Linked DNA regions of Mus musculus: region 1 is linked to region 2. Evidence: chromatin contacts called from public ChIA-PET data. All regions are on one chromosome and are shown on one strand. The core of a region is the stretch at or near the end of the contact, and the rest is flanking DNA. Distances in the headings are between cores, read along the strand shown.

Region 1 (2,700 bases), core at 187-2,686, 380 kb after region 2:
AGTAGTCGCTTTGCTGGTCTCAAGGCCACCTCTGTCCTCTCAGAATCATCCTTCATGTAACATGTTACATTTGCAACAAGTCAATCAGACTCTGAAAGTCCTCTCTCCCTCTGTGACTAGAATGAACCCCTGCTGGGCAGCCAGGCAGCCAGCACTACTGCCCAACTCTGGTCAAGTCTCCACCTCTCTGCAAGCTGACAAAGACCTCAGGCTTTTTGTACAGGCTGTTACCTCTGCCTGAACACCTTTATCCAAGCCTTGGGGTAGGTGACTCTCCTGTCACTCATTGCAGTTAAATGCACCTGCTCTACAGACCTTCACTGCTGCCCTATACCCCGCCACACCCTAATATATTGCCCGTTTTTACCTACTTTTTTTTATCAAACACTAGTTTTAATTTTGTGTTCATTTCTTACCTATTGTCTTTCTACCTAGAATGATGACTACCTAAGAAAAGGGCTGTTAGTGCGACCCCAGCACCCACTGCGAGTGCTCAGCAAACATGAATGAATGAATGAATGAAGAGAATCCACCAAGAGTTCACACTGAGGGCTGTGGATGTGGCTCAGTTGGTAAAGAGCTAGCCTAGCATGAAGGAGGTCTGAGGTTTAGTCCCCAGCACCTCATAAACTTCTGTCCACAGCACAAGTGTGCCTGCACTCATATACATAAAACACATACACACATTAATGATAAATATACGCTTTTAATTGAAAAAAGTTCATGGCAAATATACCATACATGAGAGACTTTATGTAAAAGTAATAACTCTCTTAATAAGTATAGATGTGAACTCCAAACTAAAGATAGTCTCTTATACTCAAGTCTAATCTGCCTCTACCTCATCGCTGAGGAGAGACGTCTCAGTGGCAGTTAAGAGCACTGACTACTCCTTCAGAAGATCTGGGTTCAATTCTCAGCACACACACACGGGGGCTGCCAACTCCAATTCCAGGGATCCAGCGTCCTCGTCTGGTCTCCAAGGCATTGAACACACGTGGTGTAGAGCTACATGCACACACAGAGAAAATAAAATTTAAAAACCTAATAATAGGGTAGCAAAGTAGCTCCGTGGGTAAAGGTGCTTGCTGTGCAAGCCAGTGGATCTCAGTTCGCTTCCTGGACCCAGACTCGGCTCATCTCTACACCTGCGCCGCGGAATGTCACGCGTGTATACGCACAATAACAATAAATAAAAAATCATAATCAGTCGTACTGATTCTGCTGTAGAGATATCGGGTGTAAACTGAAAAACCAATGAACGCAAGAGAATTGCGACCGCACTCGGGGGTGGGGTGGAGTGGGAGGAGTAGATCCTTTACAGGAAAGACCGTCTCCTCCGCACGCGCGCCTTTAAAAGGCGGGCTAAAACAGAAGGGGGCGTGGCCACACGCGTGGCCCTTGGTGTCTGAACCACGTGTTAGGAGGGAACGTCCTGCCTCTTCTGTTTACGTTACCTGGCAAGATGGCGGCGCCCAGAGCGGTAGGTGACCGCAGCGTCCGCGTCCCGGAACTATGGTTCACTTTGTAGCTCGGTTCTCGAGACCTCTCTCAGCCTCCTGGGAAACAAAAGTCTGCGGAAACAGAGCGTCTCCTGCCGGACCTCGCTCGGGAGACGCCGTCTGGGGCTGCCGAGGGCCACAGAGAGTCTCGAGTCGCTTGATAGAGAAACCAATGGGATGAGGGTGGCTTAGCCAATCAGCGGAGTAGGACAGCTCTTCCTGGGGGGAAAGGACGGGATAAGGGTTTGGAGGTGATGTAGAACTAATGATGCTTTTGCGCGAAATTCCTGGGGGGAATTTAAGGATCTTGTAATCCCAGTATTTGGGAGGTGGAGGCAGCAGGATCAGGAGTTCAAGGTTATCCTTTTGTGTATCAAGTTGGAGGGCAGGCAGGGCAACGTAAAATCCTGCCTGTAAATAAATAACTAAACCTTAATAGGAAACAAACAAAAATCAAAGAACAGGGTGTGCAGGCGGGAGCCAGGAAGTTAATTTGGAGGTCCGAGGAAGAACCTGAGGGGGATTCCTAGAGCTTCGTTAACCTGGAGAATGTATTTAGTAGTAGAGTATTTTGTTGGTACTCATTGCCGTGGGTTCCATTTCCAGCGCTACCTGTAAAGGTGAAGGTTACGTGGACAGGATGGCAAAGAAATCAGCCATTTGGCAAAATCCTAGGGAGAACTGGGTAAAATTTGGGCTGGGGAAATGGTTCATTATTGAAGCACATGTGCTTGAGGCATGAAGGCCAGAGTTGGTAGAAGCGGGGCATGTCTGCTCACCTGGAATCCCAGCACTCTGGAGGTAAAGACAGTTGATTCCTCAAGCAAACCCACTGGCTGGGCTACCTGAGTTGGGGTGCTGCAGGTACAAGTGAGAGACCCTGCCTTGATCTATAAAGCCAGGGGCAATTGAGGAAGACAGCTGGCCTCCATACATGGGCACATTCGTGCAAGGACACCTACACATTTGAATGCACACTATGCACGTACGTATTCCACCACCACCACCCCAACCCCCAGGAGTGAACTGGTGAGAAATGAAAGTATAATGGTAGTTTGGGAAAAAAAAATAAGGACTTGGTGGGAAATTAGAAGAACCTGAGAAAACCAAGACTGGCTGCATTCAAGAATGAATTTATGGTTGGTTAAATGGAAGACTTTGGAGAAATGTTTTGAATCCCAAAGGTTAAGGATTGAGG
Region 2 (2,700 bases), core at 85-2,584:
CCTAGTTGCCACTCTTAGGGACCCACTCCCTTTAGGAAACTTACCAACAAAGGCAATTTGCAAGGGGGACAGTGAGGGATATTTTGAAAAATACTACCACATGGCTATTTATTTTTTCAGAGCCAGTACCAGCCACTTCAAAACCATATTTTATAAGAGGTGTGACCTGTGCCCCCCCACTCCATTTTTGCTAAAGAACCCTGCTCCCTCACCTTGTTTTAAAAGAAAACTGACAATGAGCTTTCTTAGAAGCCTGTGTTTATTCCCAAGCTATTCTTATCTATAAACAATAGTGATTATTTACTGCCATCATCGAGGACTGACTACAAGTCTAAACGTTTTCAGTGGGTTAGGTGATAATGTCAGGCCGTATGGTTTAAACCTGGCCCTTTTCTGTGGAAACATTAATAATTCTGAATCGGTGTTTCTAAAGGATATCCTATCCAAATCACCAATTTTGATGGGAAGGAAACGAATAGCCCCCTTTTCATACAGGATAGTGACAGAAATCATATTCTTGTCTCTTAGGGGACAACAATCCTAGATCAAATTGGCAAGTAACTATGACCTCTGATCCTAGTCTCCTGTGGATGGCAACGTCGTCAAGTACTCGAGACCTTGATAACTGGAAGAATAGGACCTGTGACCTCTGTTTCTTGGGTGTTGGTAATTCTGAATCTAAACTCCAAGTGATGGTAAACCCTCAAACTCCTTTATCTCGGAGACAGAAAGCTCCGATCCTGGCTTAAAGCAGCACGGTGACCTCGAGCTTCTCTCTGGGTACATGAAAGAATCTGGTTGCCGTTTGATGCGCTTGGGAAACCCAGATCACCACCCCACAGGGCGCCCCTAAGTACTCACGGCCCAGCTTCACTCCCGGCGGCGGGAAGCTAGTGCCCGCGCCGGGGCCACCGCTGCCTCCTCCGCCGCTGCCGCTGGGGCCACCCCCGGAGCTCGAGGCTCCCACGCCCCCACCCATAGCCCCGACTGACGCTTTCCCGCCGCCAGTGCCTCCTGGGCCAGAGGCCGAGCCCCCGGGGCCGCCGCCACCACCTCCGCCTCCGCCTCCTGGCTCCGCGAACGAGCTGGTCCGCGCCCGGCCCGAGCCCCCAGGGCCGCCTCCCGAAGGCCCGCCGCCGCTCATGGCGCCGAGCGCAGGCCCAGGCCGCGGGGCTCGGGCTGCCTGGGCTGCCCCCGCCGCTGCCTCTGCCGCCGCCTCCCCTGGGCTCCGGCCTCTTCCAGGCCGCGCCGTTCGGGCTCCGGCTCCGGCCCAGCGCCCGCCGCGGGGCACGCCGGGAGATGAAGTCCCTCTGCCGTCGGCTTCGTTGTCACCACCCTCGACCCGCACAGCACTCTGGGAAATGGAGTTCTCAAACCCTCAGAGTAGCTGACTGCTGGGGGCGGGGTGTGACGGCTCGCGCTGCACACCGGGAAATAGAGTCCTGGCTAATGTCACCCGACTCTGCCAAAAGCTAACTTGGAAGCACTTTGAAAAACACAGTCAGAGCCACACACTCACTACACAGAGGAAAAAGCAAGTCCCTTAGAGTATCTCAGAAACGAAATCTTAGCCACTCCAATACTGAGCAGCATCCAAGAATGATGCACGCCGGGAAATGGAGTCCAGCCACCCACCCAATCTGTGGGCCATCGGTGACTTCCTGCACCGCGTGCATTCTGGGAAATCGAGTCCGCACCCGTGAATACTTAGTACTCTGGCTGTGAAGCACACTGGGAAATGGAGTCATCACCACGCCCTCACCGCATTGCAGGTGTAGAATGGTTGATAAAGCACTATAGGAAATGAAGTCTCAGATGCTCCTCAAACCTTAAGTAGATACTGTAACTGGAAGGAACTGATAGGAAGTAGAATAGGCATCGCGCTCTCTCAGGCCAGCTAGCAGCGTCGCAGTTCCTTCCGGGAAATGTAGTCGACACCAAGAGTTATGCGCGTCGCTTCAATGAGCCTGGTGTCTTCTGGGAAATGAAGTTCAATATTGCCTCACCATTGACGAGGCTGATGAGAGCTACCAGCAACCAGAAGCATGCTGGGAATAATCCACAGTAGACTCTGACTCTTCGTGAAGCTAGGCTCTGGGGCTTCGTGGGAGCTGTAGTCCAAAGGGAGTACTGTGGCTGAGAGTGTAGGTGAAAGGTTAAGGACAATTGTTCCCAAGGGAGACTATAATGTGTTACAATGTCTTCTCTGATCCCTAGGTCTAAGACCTAAACCGATAAGTGAGTGCTAGAAAAAGTAGTCCCAAGCAACCACATATAGAGAAGAGAATAACGTCTCCTTACATTCTCAACGGATTTAGTACAGTAAACAGTCCCGACTATGCCTCAGAACATTTGTTTTCCGATAGTCTACCTTTTTCCCTAGCAATATGGTTAGGACCAAGAAGATGAGCTGCAGGATTTAAAAAAAGAGAGAATTTCTGTCCTGAACCCCCAATTTTTTGCGTCTATCCTCTTCCTAGATTACAGGATTCTAGATAATCTGAATGAAGGGAGCCGACTACACGAAGGAGTTTCAGCTTTCTTGAGTATGTCGAGTCTCCTGTTAATCAATTAATACCCGGGAAAAGTCGCACCAAAGTAGGAAACTGGGGGCTGGGGGGGGGGCGCAGAGACAGAGGTCAAAATGCTGTCAGCTCTCGTGCCTCAGAAACGGAGTCTGTGCTCTACTTTACTCGCAGC

The links. ChIA-PET counts read pairs in DNA pulled down with a chosen protein or histone mark.
Region 1: an RNA polymerase II ChIA-PET map of memory CD8 T cells shows a contact between it and region 2, with 37 read pairs. The contact joins the promoter of Dmac2 here to the promoter of Gsk3a in region 2. A contact is called at or near these places in 8 of 39 promoter capture datasets (the 3T3-L1 cell line, 3T3-L1-derived adipocytes, hippocampal neurons and 4 more), 5 of 484 Hi-C or Micro-C datasets (B cells, Sertoli cells, cardiomyocytes and 2 more), 5 of 115 datasets of contacts at active chromatin or transcription factors (craniofacial prominence, embryonic forebrain, memory CD8 T cells and 2 more) and 4 of 9 other capture datasets (adipose tissue, liver, macrophages and 1 more).

Annotation. Positions count from the first base shown.
Region 1 is chr7:25,617,978-25,620,677 of GRCm38.p6, forward strand. Dmac2 (distal membrane arm assembly complex 2) reads left to right here and starts at 1,437. Exons shown (of 6, transcript NM_001290487.1): 1 at 1,437-1,483. The coding sequence starts at 1,466. It overlaps Gm38969 (a long non-coding RNA gene), which reads right to left and starts at 1,684. Exons shown (of 2, transcript XR_881901.3): 1 at 1,458-1,684; 2 at 691-1,008.
Region 2 is chr7:25,236,517-25,239,216 of GRCm38.p6, forward strand. It overlaps Gsk3a (glycogen synthase kinase 3 alpha), which reads right to left and starts at 1,335. Exons shown (of 11, transcript NM_001031667.1): 1 at 862-1,335. The coding sequence starts at 1,144.